Regions from separate parts of the Triticum aestivum genome. Here region 2 is linked to region 1. The links are chromatin contacts, called in public Hi-C maps. All regions are on one chromosome and are shown on one strand. Each heading gives the region's core, a stretch centred on a gene start, on an enhancer-like site or on the middle of the called end of the contact. The rest is flanking DNA. Distances are from core to core; before and after follow the strand shown. Region 1 holds the start of LOC123157200 (AUGMIN subunit 2). Region 2 holds the start of LOC123162246 (NAC domain-containing protein 21/22).

Region 1 (7,252 bases), core at 2,946-5,445:
TGTTTAGAATACATTTCAATTATCTTTGCTCACGAAACCACCTTCTAGTTGTATGTTGTAGGACAAGTTCATTCAAGAGAGATACAAGCAAAAACATTAGTCAAAAAGTAAGCCATTTGCCTTGCACCATTGTTGGGCATTTCTCCAAAACTATGAGAAGTGGAGGAAGAGGAATGATGAGGCTCCACCAAAGAGACCGAGGTCATGTACCTAATCCTCTCTACAGCTTGAAGATGGGATGAAGATTTTGATGAACATAAAAGGAAACAAGGAGTCCTACTTTGGTGTCTATCAAGGGGCGGCCCGATGGGAGGAAGATGGTGAAGAAGAAGCTCAAGAGAGATGGAGAGATCGCGACAATGGAAGACAAGATTGATGAGTCGATCCAATGCAAAGGAGGTGTCAACTCAAGCTGTGCAGGCAAAGTTAGAGTTGGAGAAGAAGCAACAAGAGAAGATGACGATGTGGTAGGAGAAGAGAATGAGAAGCACAAGGACGACACAGATAAGTGTGTATTTCTTCTCGATGAGAACCAATTGAGGCAAGAGATGGCGCCAAGGAGAATCAACTGATTAAAGAGGAATCCAAATGAGATATATTAAAAGGTAAGATCCTTTTGGAAGATGACGCGGGCGAAGATCTTGGCATCTAGGATGCAATGGAGCGTCACACACTTGGGGGGAAGGAGTGGTACTAGCGACATCGACATGTAACGATTTTTGTGTTGAAGATATGAGCATGATGTTGCTTTTGGTTAGACTTCATTTCTGGATAAAGGTTATCTTGTTTTATTCGTGTATTTTCATCCTCATGGATCTAAAACATATGAGCAAGATGAAGTGCAATCTATCTGTGGAAAGCCTACTGGTAATTTACTTAGTTCTGATATTTCATAATAGCTCTTGCCGGCGACCAGAAGAAACCAAACACAATAAAATTGAAGACAAGCCTCGGCGATCCTATTTTTTATACAGAATGCAAATAGCTGAGTATTAGCTTGGTGAGCTGTGATCTACAGGTCCCTGTTAATGGAGGATGGCCATGACAGCCTCCTCTGGTTGATATTGTCGAGTTCATCACTTTCAGGGTTTGCGTCGTCCACTTGCTTCCAGGTATTGAGCATCGAGCCCTCTCTCCTCTGAGGAGGCGTCAAGAACTTCAAATCATCAATGGAGCCACCTGGGGTCATTGACAGAGAAGAATGACCAACGCGTAGTGTTTGAAGAGTAGAAAAGGATTCCCTCATCGCAGACATGGCCTCGAAGAACCGGGTGCAGGATGCAAGCGCAGCAGGTATCGGTCGTAGCATTTCCTTCACAGAGATAAAAGATAGCCATTAATATTTCCTTATCTGACTTGGTATACTCATAGACAAGAAAGAGCTGCCATAAGAAAATGCGATCAGAATGCACAAAATCATTCTATACTGACATGATAAATCATTTGTCATCTCTAGATTTGGCAGTGGTAGAAATAATATTTGCATCTGCAGTGGAAGGTGTTTTGCAGGGGATAAATTCACTACGACTCCTAATTTAATTACCAGAAGGAGTATTTTCAACTTACACCCCATACAGCAGGCGACTCTCTGAAGTTTTGACTCCACTGGAAATCTCCAACTGATGCTGTCAATGCCCCATAATCACTTGCCGCTTTCAGAAGTAGCTCCGAGAATTGTTTCTGAGGAGAAGCAAGTACAGTTAGTAGGAAAAATTGCGCTTCGCTCAAGAAACCACAGTCCTTTGTAAAGAAATCACCTAAACAGGTGCACCTAAGATTCTCCTCCACATCAATACATTGTAACGAATGCCAAGAATCAGAAAACTGGATGTAGGTTGCTACTTGATACACCATTTTCAGTTCGCATGTGTAAGTTCATGAATGAATGAATAATATATTTTCTATAAAAATCTGAAACCAAAATGATCGAGAACCCAACCTGGTATTCAGCTTCAACAGGAATGCAGTCAAGCGAGTAAGGTTGCTGCAGACGGGCAATAATGCGGTCCTGATAGAAAAGGGTTGTTATTTTGATATCCAGATCTTGTAATTAGTTGATCTATATGGTATATGGAGCAGCCAACAGCACAGGCAGAACTTTCTTCACGCAATAACCTGAGTAACAGGTGGTCCCAAGAAACAAAGAAAGCAAGTAAAAAAAATTTAGTGACTTCTGACTTCCAGTACCTTGTTTTGAATAACATCTTTCAAAATAGCAGTAATTCTGGCCAACGATTCACACTTCTTCTCCATTTCACTAACATGAGTCAAATGAGCAATGTTTTTATCATCCTGCGATAAACAGAAGTTCATCAATATGATCAACGAAGATAACTGACACCAATCAAAAGCCCAGAAAACTGAATACACCAGCATTTGGAGATGATATATAGCAAAGTTTACAAGTGAAATATAAATTGGACGCTTGTTATTCTGCTTGTGATCACATTTAATAGTTTAAGTTCTATACATCACCAGTTAAATGCTTTAACCTTGCACATTTAGAGAGGCTTGGACATTGCAATTCATTTTTCAAGCATAAAAACCTAGGTACAGCAAGTGTGAGCACGTATCAGATTCGTAGACAAATATAAGATTATTCTTTTCACTTGAGAAGAAAAAATGATCAATGTTATTAATATGCTTTGATAGCAAAGACATATTCACCATAATAGTCAAAGTGGACATATAGATAGAAGCAAATGTATCTCCAATATGCTCTAATTATCCATGATGTTCTCATTTCTACCAAGAACATGAATAACCTCATGGGAATTTCATGGTTTCGCCACCACAGTAAGTCAGTAACAGAACGAAAAGGATATTCACAAGAGCAAAACAAACTGATGAAATACGAAAGCGTTGATCTAAAGTCAAAGTAATATCGTGTAGTAAGGGATCGGGAAAGGTAATCAACAAACTAAAACTGCATAAGTATTGGCATGGCAAAGAATTGGTGTAAACATACAAACAGTAGCAACTGGTCGTCAGTCCATTACCTTTCTGCCTTGTAGCTCAACTTGCAAATTGGCAATGTTCCGCTGCACGACCGTCAGCTCCCTTAACACCCGCACCAGGTCATCACTTTTGTCCGAGGTGTTCTGATCTTCCTGCAATGGCAAGTGACAACAAAGAAGCGTAAAGACTTAAGAAGCACACATGACCATATTCTGCGAAATAAAAAGAACAATCATTTCATCACCATCGCTATTAGTGACATAGAGCACTGTAAATTTCATGAAGCTAGACATCATAACAAAAACAGAGTAATTTTAGATGGGTTACAACTTATAACAGAGTAATAGGGTACTAATTCGGGGGCTGCACTCGTTCGAAACCTACATTTCACAATCCCCGACGGCAATAAACAAGGAACGGAACGGAACCCTACAATTACCTGAAAGGAACAAGAATTCGACCGAGAGATTCAGATCTCGCGAAATGGCGCGGAAGGCACGAAATTGAGAGGAGAAGGATTTGGGGGGGACAGAAGTAAATCGACAGGGCGCAGCGAAGGGGTGGGGGTAACCTGCGTGGGAGGGGCCGGGAAGCCGAGGTCCCCGGCGATGGCGAGCGCCTCTGCCATGCCGCCGAGCCGCTTCGCCGGCTTCTGCGCCGCCGCCATGGCCTCGACCGGTTGTTGGGAGTTGGTGGGCGTCAAGATTTCGCCTCGCCGGCCGGTTGAGCTTTTTTGCCTCCAAATGTCCGATTACTGCTCAGCGCTCCACTTCACTTCCACCCACTACTGACTGAAATTGGACAATTTACAATCAGTGACAATGATCAAGAGAAGTAGGAGTAGTTCAATGTCCATCAATTTACAATCAGTCTAGCAACCATTTGTGATCATAAGCAGCAAATGAATCACATGGCAAGTAGTTCAGGTTCATGTTAAAAGCAAACAGAGGATGAATACCTTGGTGGAGGGCGCTGGGCGTCTGCAGGGGGAGCCGGGGAGGCCGGAGGCGGAGGAGAAGCCGAGAGGGCCGGATGCGCGGAGGGGAGTGCCGGAGGCCGAGGGCAGGAGAGAGAGAGGCCGAGAGGTCCGGCCGGATGAGAGGGACCGAGGGAGAGCCGGCCGCCGGAGCCGGGCCTGGAATCGCTTGCTGCCGCCGCCTTCAGCTAGGCTGGGGAATGGGGATTGATTTGGAATCGGGGGAGGGAAGATACTCTCTCGCTCCAGACAACCAGTCGGTCGAGTCTGGTTTTTTCGAGTCTGGTTTGGTGCGTGGCTACGTGCCCGCAGTTTGGGCTGGACTTTTTTTTTTTTGAGGGGAGGGCTGGACTTAGTACGTGGGCCAAAAGATCAACGAATAAACATTATGGGGGGCAGATTTTTTGGTATTTCAGGGAATTCTCATGAATACCCTGAAATTGAAGAGTATTTCTTCTAAAAGATCGCTCTTACCATGCTAAGTTGTGATAAGTGGCGCGCTATATGTGCTCCATTTGTCGCAACCTAGGAGTTTTTCTTTTTTCATAGATTCGTTTATTCAATACATTTTATCTATTAAACCGTGCGTCCAAATATCGAACCGTATTCATCGTTGGGCCACTCGCGTCGAGATATTTAAAACTAGATCACATATTGATAGATTTCGACAAACATTTTTTCACGAAAAAAACAGACAAAAAAACGAGCCTGGAGGCTTTTTTTTCCTTTCCGAAGAGGCACGCGTTTTTCCCTTTGCGAGAGGCATAGCCGAACCTCTCGCGGAAGCAAATCCATGCCTCTCGTGGAAGGTTAAAAAAATAAAACACATTTTTTAATTTTTTGGGGTCTAAATCCTAAGAAAAACTGGAGGTCGTCCCGCACGCCATCGAGCTTGGTGAAGAGGCTACCGAGCTTTGCAAAATTTTCACAAACATCCTCGTAGCCCCTTGAGTGTCTTGGTGCGTTGATCCACTAGCTTGCGGTTGATGTCTTCATCCAACCCGCCCTTGAGGAGGTCGTAGATCCGGCGCCCTTCAGTTGATAGCTCCTCCATGGTCGTCGTGCAACACCTGGTCTTGTGTCGTGTGAAGTAGCTATGCACCGGAAGCGCGAGAACCGTAGGCTCTGAATACCATATTGTCAGCACTAGTTCAAGTAGCAATTAACCCTAGTGTTGGAGACCAGGATGATCGAGAGAAAATGGCGAGTTGTTGTGTTTATTCACCCACACGTCTGTCAGAATACTGGGCCAGGAAGGCCCAACATTTGAAGTAGTGGCATCCTCGGCCTTGGCGCTCCTCACACTCAATGGGTTAATAATTACTCTACAGCAAACCTTATATCTCGCTTATAGAGGAAGTAGCTTATGTCTCGCCCAAGCTTTTCCGAGTGTTGTATTGTACTGGGTTAACCCATTCTTAGCGCTTGCTCGCTGGTAGGTGTGTATGATGCGTTCTTTTTTTCATTTTTTCTTCCATTTTTTGTTTCTTCACGGGTTTCTTCCTTTTCCATTGTTTTTCACCATTTTCTTTGTTTTTATAGTTTTTTATTTTCTTTCTTTTTCTTCAGTTTTTTTCTTTCTTTCTCAGTTTTCTTGTTTTCTTTGTTTCCTTTTTACACTGCTTTTCTCTGGTTTCTTTTTTCTTGTTTTTTCTTCAGTTTTCTTTTGTTTCTTCCCTGCTTTTTTTGTTTGTTACGCTTTGGTTTTCTTTGTTTCACTTATTTTTCTTTGTCGGTTTCATCATTTTTTGTTTTTCTTCAACACATGTCTAATTTTTTCAGTGCTCAGTGTACAATTTTAGTGTACACGTGAAACATTTGTTTCGATACATGTTGTACATTTCACAAATACTTGATGTACATTTTGTTTTCTTAAAAACATGTTATGAATATTTTTTTGAATAAATGGTCAACATTTTCTCAAATACACGCTGAACATTTTATGATGGTAATTGATTTTTTTTAAAGCTATGAATGCAATTTTAAAATACATGATTATAATTTTTTTCAAGCATATGATTTTGATGTCTAATTCTTCCATACTCACTTGTACATTTTCATATACATGAGGAACATTTTTTATACATATTTTACTTTTTTTAAATACATGATCAACATTTTTTCATACACATTGTATATTTTTTGTAACTTTTTCTATACATGAGAAACATTTTTCTATACACATTATATATTTTTTAAATGCATGAAATATATTTTTCAAATACTTGATTAACATATTTTCAAATGCTTGATTAACAATTTCTAAAATGCATGATCATAATTTTTCATACACAATGTATATCTTTTGTATATATGAGAAACATTTTTATGCAAAATTTTCATGCTTTATTAGCATTTTTAAGGTAAAGTGTTTTTATAATACATATATTTCAGAATATTTGAAAGTATGAACAAAAGTAAAAAAAAGCAAAAAACAGAGAGAAAGAGCATGAAAAAAAGGAAGAAGATGTGGCTTGTGGCATGTGGCCCCGCACGCGGGGATGGCCTAGTCTGGCGTTCGCTTCAGGCGAGCCTGCCCCTATGTTCCGCTTTAAGCGAGACATAGCGTGTCCTTACTTTATTCCAATCTTTGATCTTATTTGCTATTTCTTAGGTGTCTGGAATTTTTTTTCGCATCGGTCACTTTTCTTCTTCTTTTTCTTCCTTCCTTCTCCTTCTTCCTTACCCGTTGGGCGGACTTCGCCGGAGAAGAGGCAGCCCCACCCCCACCATCTATCTTAGGGTGAAGTAATAGCCCAATTATCCATCTTAGGGGTGCAGGGGATGCAGGGGATCGCTAGAGTCCTCCAGTGGTGCGGGGGGCTTAGTGGGATGGCCGGGCGGCGACTAGCAACGACGATTGGGGAAGGTTGGGGGGAGGGCAGCGCGGCGCGCGGTCGTGGGGATTGGAGGCTGGCGGATGGGGCGGTGTAGGCTAGGGGATCGGAAGGAGGAAGAAGAAAGGGAGGTTGGATGAGTATCGGACGGCTCATATAAAACGTGACGGATGAATGTGTTTTTCAGTTACCTGAAAAATAGACGCTCCCATCTTTGATAAGAAAAGCTTTTGTTGTTGGATTGTTCTCCAGAATCTTTGTTTTTGTTATAGTTGTCCCGCTTGCATGTGAACCGATCGCAGCTCGGCCACGGCCAGCCACTATGCTGCAGCCATTGCAGCTCATTCTTTCATCAGTCTCTCTCCCTAACGAAACTACTCCTAAGCAACTAGCATGACAACCGCAGACAACTCTGCCAAACTATCCCCACATCGTTTCGACACGGCGCCACCCTACCGCCGGTCAATTCGCCGCAGGTCAC
Region 2 (7,621 bases), core at 4,362-6,861, 160 kb after region 1:
ACTTAGGCTACTTCCAATGCGTTGGTGCTTACATGAGGTGTTAAATACATTGAAAACTTTAGCAACTAAAGCCCTCAACATATAGATGCTTAACTTGTTGGTGCTAAGCATTCTTCATTTAATGGTTTTACAACTAAAGTTCTTCATGCATTGGTGAGATTTTTCCATTTAAGTCTTTTGTCTAGATTCTTGCGTTTAGCATTGTTTCTTTCTGGGGCCACCACACTCATCTCTCTCTTCTTAATTACCTTGTCACATCAGACTTTTTGCCTACATGACAGCCTTAGCACCTGTACAAGGTGGAGCATTGGGAGGAGCCTTACAATTCGTGCTGAAAATGTACACAAAATCTGAACGGTTGTGACATGTGAAAAAGTAACATGCTTACAATTCCTTTTGTGCACCATCTTCATTTTTTTTTATATTCTTAATCAAAACTTACACACATATACTTCAGCTTGCAATTGATATAGATGATTCAGATGAGTCTATAGCAAGGGAGATAATGAGCTTATTTTCAGTGGTCAAGAACAAGGAGCCTTGTTCCCTGCAATTGATTTGGTCAAAGCACGCAGCGATGTATGGGCGTTACGGCGGCCGTGCTCTACCGGCGACACAACCCGTTGCAGTAGAACAGGAAAATAGAGGCCGCGGAGAAAGCCAGAACCCCAAAGACGGCTGCTTTTGAACTCAACGCACTAGCTAGCCCTCCTGAAATTCCTGGTCCTCGAAATGACGCCGCGACGGCGGCTGTCTTGGTTCTTCTCCTTTAGTCATTTCCACTTCCCTTAATTTTATTTTATTTTTCTCTTGAAAAATGGAAGTACTTTGTTCTCCGACTCTGCACCAACTTCTTTTTGGAACATCTGACTCTGCACCAACTGATAGGACGTACTTCGACAACTGGGGACACTTGCACGGAGCTAGTGTTGCGATCTGCAACCTTTTCCACTTATCCCGTCGATGAACAGAGTTCAGATGCGTCTTCGCGAGCAGCGGTCCCATGTTCCATCCACCATCGCCCACGCCGACGGCGCGTCGATGCTTGATCCATCCATCCATCGATCGATCTAGAAGGAGCGAACGAACCAGCCAGCCAAAAGGTAGCGGCGCGTGATCGATCCACCCGTCGCCGAGTAAAAGAGGAAGGCATCGAATCCGCAGGCGGCGGCAATCATGCCGCGCGCCCCGATCCTATATCTGAACGCGGAACGCGCCCACGTCGCCGTTGGATTTGGCCAGTTCCACTTCCACCCGACTGCGTGGTGCGTGCGCTCCATCCAAACTGTCCCCCGCCCGGCGCCACCGTGCATGAGCTCAGCGCCGGCCGAACTCTCGCGGCCCGCATGCATGCGCAGTGCCATTGCGCCTCCGGCCAAATTAACCCGGCCCGCTGCCTGTGCCTGTGCCTGGCCGTCCGGCCGCCGGTCCAGCTGCCGCCACCGCCCGTCAGATCGACCACCACAGGTTAATCGATCAATCATGTCGCCCGGGCCGCGTCGACTGCGCGTGTCCCTTTCCCCGATCTGGCCGGCTACAGCCCTCGTGCCGGAACCCGCCGGAAACCTGGCCATCGTAGCACCAGCGACGAGGTTGATGTTACCCGCTGCACATGCGTTATGGGTGATTGGGTGGGGGCGCCCCACGTACTGTGCGTGCTGAGATGATGCGCGCGCAGGCACAGTGCGTTTACAAAACCTGGGAATATAATCGACCGGCCTGTCCCGAGCCTGCCGCCGGAAGAAAACAACCGACAACTCGGCCGAGGCCCGCGTCACCACACACACAGGAGCCGATCGTGATCGGCCGTCCGTCCGCTCCGGCGTCGATCGGATGCGTACAACGAGCACACTGTGCGCCGCCGGCCGCATGTGTCGTCCGCGGGGATCCACGTACGCCGTCCGATCCATCGCAGTCGGATGGCGACGGCCGGCCGGGGTCATGCATGTGCAGTGTGCAGGCCATGTGTCGGGGCCCGGGACGGGCGACGTGTCCGCCAGTTTGATCAGAGATGACACACAGTGACACAGTACGTACGACGAACCCCACCCGCGTACGAAACTCAAAGTAAATGCGTTTTTCACCTATATAAGAACACGTGATTTTATCCTCGTAGAAAACAGCCACACTTGTATGTAAATACGTAGTACATGCACTGTACGCTCGGATAAGTCAGGCCCGATGGGTACGTGATTCGACGGGGCTCCACGTACGTACGTACGAGGTACGCCTTTGCCATTTCGAAAGGTTCTAGGTTTGTTCGTGCCGGGTGGTAGCTGGCCTAGCGCTCGACCGGTCTTCGTGGGGAAGATACGTATTTCACCCGGAACGCACACCGGGAATAGAAAATACGTATTTGCCCGACGTTGACGTAGGCCCTCGATCCACACGTTGGGTTTATCTGCTCGCACGTAGTGCGTACGCCGTCCCGCTTCGTATGGTTGAGCACGTGTTGTCACTTTTTAATCTCATGGCCGGCCTCTATCGACGCGTACGTGCGGTTGCTACAAGAAGAGTTAAAGTCATTCTTTTCAAAGTTAAAAAAAAAGTTATTCTTTTCGAATTCGAATCTGTACGGAAGAGAGTTAATTAACTTGACCCGTCACGAGAGTCTAGCATAGGAGTACACCACTCGTTGTTTGGCCAAGTAACCATCATCTGCTAATTTGTTCTTTGGCCAAGCAATCATAGATCATCTGCTTTGTGATTCGTGAAGTGGCTAGATGCGAGACGCGACCGAGATGGACCGATGTGGAACGCGGGAATCTTTTCTAAAGTTGCTTTTCGTCGAGCTGAAACTACAAAAAACGCGTGCACACGGCGTGCAATGCAATGCAACGGCTTGATCGATGAGATAGCTTGGAAACTGAATTGTTTTAGGCAGAAATATCTGACCGCTTTACCAGTTCGGTAATCGCCACTCCACTTTGTTTGCATGCAGTGCTATATCTCCAGCTCACGTTCCCTCCCAGCTTCACCTGGACAAAAGATATTGCTATATTCCCAATTATGGCTTTATGTGGCGAAAATGGCTGTGGGCGTGTGCGTACGTACTTTTGGGTGGTGCACACGTTTTTTTAGATGTTGATGCACAACTTTCTTTTTCCCTAAAACAAAGACATAAGATTTGCCTCATTCATTAAATAAGAAGAGAGTTTAGAGTGTTACAACTTACAGGTAACCCACAGTCATGGCATGACAATTACTCACGCGAAATAATGAGCCTTAGTTTCTCGGCGCTCACGGTAACCCAAAGTTTGAGCTCTTCTAAGATGATGTTAAGGAGAATGGGCGGCAGCACACACTTGTGGCGGAACACCGGAGCGTTTGGTTCGGTCCAATTTGTCCAAGACACAAGCGTGGTGAGGGAGGCCATAGCTTGTCTATTGGGGTTTTGCTTGTCGGTTCTCTTATCCCATCACTCATCGAGGGAGTTCGCAAGGTGCCAATTGGAGGGTGTCCATGTGAGCAAGACCAAGCTTCTTAATTATTGATCTCTAGAGCCTAAGCGTGTAATGACACTTGAAGAAAAGGTGTGTATCCGTTTCTTATTCCTTTTTGCATAACTGGCAGAGGCCACAAGCTTTATTAAGGTGTAAGGATAGAGCCAATCGTATATCTTCTCTCATCTTGTACTGGCAAGCTAAACACATTATCAATGCGGCCACCTATGGGTTAATTGCATGTTTCTCCTTCCTCCAGCTGCCATCTTGCAATAGCCTAATCGCTTGTTACCACCATCCATGGTTGGGATGCGCCGTCGCAGCTTCGCCTCCCCTACCCTGCCCGAGCTGCTCCCTCGGTTGTGCTTCCATCGTCACGATCGTTCCTCTAAACCATCTCCATCCTTGGGAACAGTGGTGGAGCTTGCACAAAAATGCTGGGCGGGCTGGGTGGGCCACACTGTGAAGGATTACTACTAGATTGTATTCTACAACCCATGAGCTGGCTATAAATATATGAGGAGAAACGCGAGAGCTGGGCGGGCCCTGGCCCATTCGGCCTTGCCTAAGCTCCGCCAGTGCTTGGGAACTTCCCGCATCCTCCCCCTCGCACCTAACCTTGTCAATCTCTAACTTCTCTCCACCAACGACACCGTTTCCACGTCGTCTCCGGCACCGGATCACTCCTGGCTTGGCCTCGATGACAACCCTACATTACATGCAGAATTTTTTTTTGGCCAACTGAGAAATAGCAATTGCGATTATTTTTTTGCGAAAAATTCTTCCAATCTAATAAGAAGATGTAACAATAGTACACATCTCCATAGAAGTAAAAAAGATTACAATCAGGACCATAGACCTCCATGGACCACCTACTGACGACTATAAGCACTACACAAGGCGCGCCACTGTCATCGTCCCTTCCTTACCGAAGTCGGGCAAATCTTTTTGTAGTTGATAGTGAAAAATCGTCATGGTAAAACTCCAAAAGATCAAGGCACTAGAGCAGCAACCATAATCATTGATGAAAAATGTAGAGCACGAGAATCCCACACCAACAACCACGAGCGTCAGCTAAATCCAGAAGACCAAAACCGACCAAACCCAAATAGATTCGTCAGAGACACACGTATATGCACCCTCCATCGATACTAGACACACCGACATCGCCGGAGCGGGCATAAGGCAGAGAGGACATTATTCCGACTCTGGGGTGTTGCTGCCGCCTGGCCATTCCGACCAAGACATTGAGCACTGCCATCACCCAAACCATGGCCGAAGTGCCGGCGACTCAATAATCCTAACTCCGGGAAAGAACCCCAAACTACTAGTGCAACCTAACGTCGTTGAGGCCCACAGAGGAGAGGGGAGGCCGACGATGCACCAGAGGAGCGGCTAGCTAAGTATTTTGAAGGGGGAAACTTATGCTCATTTGTGTCCATAAGCAATTGCAATTAATAACTACTAATACTCTCTTCATCTCATATTAATTATCTCTCGAACGGATGTATCTAACACTAAAATACGTCTAAATATATCCATTTAACAACAACTAATATGGGATGGAGGGTATGATGGGTCAATGACACGGACTGTTTTATCAGCAAAAAATCACATTAAAGATGCCCAAAACCAAATCCCTGAAATTTCCCTCTCTCTCTCTCGCTGCATATACGTACGCGCACTTGCATCGGTGCCCAACAGCCCATGCCACCTCCCCATGCCGGAGATCTACTTCTCCGATCACACCCCGTCAGAGTCGCAAACTCGAATTAGGCGACGCCGCAAAGCCGAGAGATATGCGCCCGCTACGTGATTAGGCCGGTCCGCGCTTCGAATTAAATGCCCCGCCCAACCCTAACCGCGCACGGCGCATCTCTCATCTCGTCTGCATGACTGCATCTGCGCGCCCACGTCACCGCCGGCGACGTCCAGCGACCGTGACACGGCCACCGGCTCGCGGCCGTCCGATCATGGCTCGAACGCCCACCGGCCGGGACCGGCCCAGCGAATCAATCCTCGCCACCTGGCGCCCGGCACTCTAGCCGAGAGGAAAAAGGAAAAGTCTCTCCAGCTGGGTGAGTACGTACGCCGCTCTGCCTAGCTATACGTAGTACCAGTACAGCTATACTGGTAGTATACTACCAGTAGCAGAGCCGTAGCCTTCCCGGCCCCTCCCCATCTCTGTGAAAGCATCGGCGCAAAAACTAGTTGACCTGACCATGCCCTCTGCGCTGGCTCCTATTAATACCATCGTCTTCCTCGCACTCCTCTCCTCCTTCATAATCATACCCCTCTCGGTAAACGGCGCTTGCAGCAGCCGATCCCTCCACCCACCCGGCCGGCCATCGGTGGCTGGCTGCCGGCTGCTGCTTCTTGTGTTGGTTCCACTTCCACTGCTGTGCGCCGTGGAGATCGGCAGCAGCAGCCGTCGGTCCTCTCCTCTCTTCTAGCTCCTGCCGACCGATCTATTGATCTGTCTGAGGGGGGAACGAGCTGCGCGGTGTGGCGGCCGCCGGGGAGGCGATGAATTCGCTGAGCATGGTGGAGGCGAGGCTGCCGCCGGGGTTCAGGTTCCACCCGCGGGACGACGAGCTCGTGCTCGACTACCTGACCAGGAAGCTCGGAGGCGGCGCCGGAGGGGCGGCGGCCGCGGTGGCGAGCATCTACGGCTGCCCCACCATGGTCGACGTCGATCTCAACAAGATCGAGCCCTGGGACCTCCCTGGTAAGACCTAATCCAGATACTCCTGTATACCCAAGTAGCTTAATTACACCAGCATGCGTGTGTGCCTAACTGCCTATATGCTTGTGTGATGAGTTCTAGTTTCATCGTCTTCCGGATCATACATACATATGCATGAGTACTTCGCTCCCTGAGGATGATTTATCTGTTCGATTTAATTTCCTTCTCCCGTCTGGCTGCTGATTCGTAATTATTCTTTTAATTTGAAGTCGATGACGTCCCAAATCCCCTTAAATATATCTGATATATCTCCAGTGTATATCTTTTGACGGAACTAACAACGATTTGGTCGTTTCTAAACGGACAATCTTCAGTTCTCCACTGTACTAATTAAATTCCTTGTTCATTTTTTAACAAATAAAGAAGAAATCACATCCAAGAAATTAATTATTTGTCCGTGTGCGTATGCATGATTGTCCAGGGTTCTCAATCATGCATCAAAATGTATTGCTCTGTTGATTCAACTTGAATTTAAGATTTTGGGACCAATCTATGTATTTATGTGCAGCTCAATTAGCTATCTCCATTAATTTCCAGCCTATTAATTCCATGAACAGTTCTCTTTGTTCCTTTCCGCTCATGCATGTGTAGTTTCCTTCAGTTGCATCCAAATCTAAGGTGGCTGCGTGCATGCTGCTAGTGGCTGGCTAGTTGATCCGTTTCCACTCCCAGCCATAACTGAAGTGACCACGACAATTTCAATCTCATCAAGTTGCAAGTTGCAACTATGCATGCATGCTTCCCATACCGCTAGAAACCGACCTTTCCTCCTTTCCTTTTCTTTTCTCACTTTTTTGGCCTTTCTTTTGGTGTGCCCATGCTTTTCCCCCTCTTTATATGTCCTAACTAATTTAATTACCATTCGATTTTTTGGTCGAAAGGCAAGAAAATATCAGAGTGAGATCACCACCAAATTAACTAGTAGAACTGTAGAGAGAGAGAGAGAGAGAGATCAAATTCTTGCACAGTATACTTTATTTTTTTGCCTCTTATTCCAGATATAGGAGACTTGATCAAGGGATGAATATATATAGTTTCTGGAAATTATTCTACAATGAGAACAAAATTCGCACGTCTTGTCTGCCTCTCCATCCTTGTCGCCTTCCCCTCCCCATAACAGAAGGATATTCTCAGAGCCATGAGTTTGTTTGGCCCCTTGCTGGCCTTCTCCGCATCTGTCCCTGTTCTTGCCATACCATCAAATATTCCCCCAATTTGCCTGATCCTTAAAGGGAATTCACAGCCCACGGATGGGGACAAACTTAACACAAAAATGAGGCCTTCCACCTTGCCTATTAGTAGAAATCACACCATGCACAAAGCCATATGAAAAGAACATATATATAGAAAGGGTTGGATGTGTATAATTGATATATCTCACAAGAAAAGGCAAGATGCCTTCCCGTGATCAATAGATCTCCTTTGTTTTGGT

The links. A called contact is a pair of places that touch in the nucleus more often than the background predicts.
Region 2: a Hi-C map of leaf shows a contact between it and region 1, with 4 times the contacts expected there. The contact joins the promoter of LOC123162246 here to the promoter of LOC123157200 in region 1. A contact is called at or near these places in 4 of 5 Hi-C or Micro-C datasets (leaf and root) and 1 of 1 datasets of contacts at active chromatin or transcription factors (leaf).

Annotation. Positions count from the first base shown.
Region 1 is chr7B:632,913,513-632,920,764 of IWGSC CS RefSeq v2.1, forward strand. LOC123157200 (AUGMIN subunit 2) reads right to left here and starts at 4,196. Exons shown (of 7, transcript XM_044575459.1): 1 at 3,917-4,196; 2 at 3,530-3,749; 3 at 3,000-3,110; 4 at 2,188-2,292; 5 at 1,940-2,008; 6 at 1,567-1,680; 7 at 854-1,312. The coding sequence starts at 3,625. The coding sequence ends at 1,013.
Region 2 is chr7B:633,074,950-633,082,570 of IWGSC CS RefSeq v2.1, forward strand. It overlaps LOC123162246 (NAC domain-containing protein 21/22), which reads left to right and starts at 5,612. Exons shown (of 3, transcript XM_044580021.1): 1 at 5,612-6,171. The coding sequence starts at 5,970.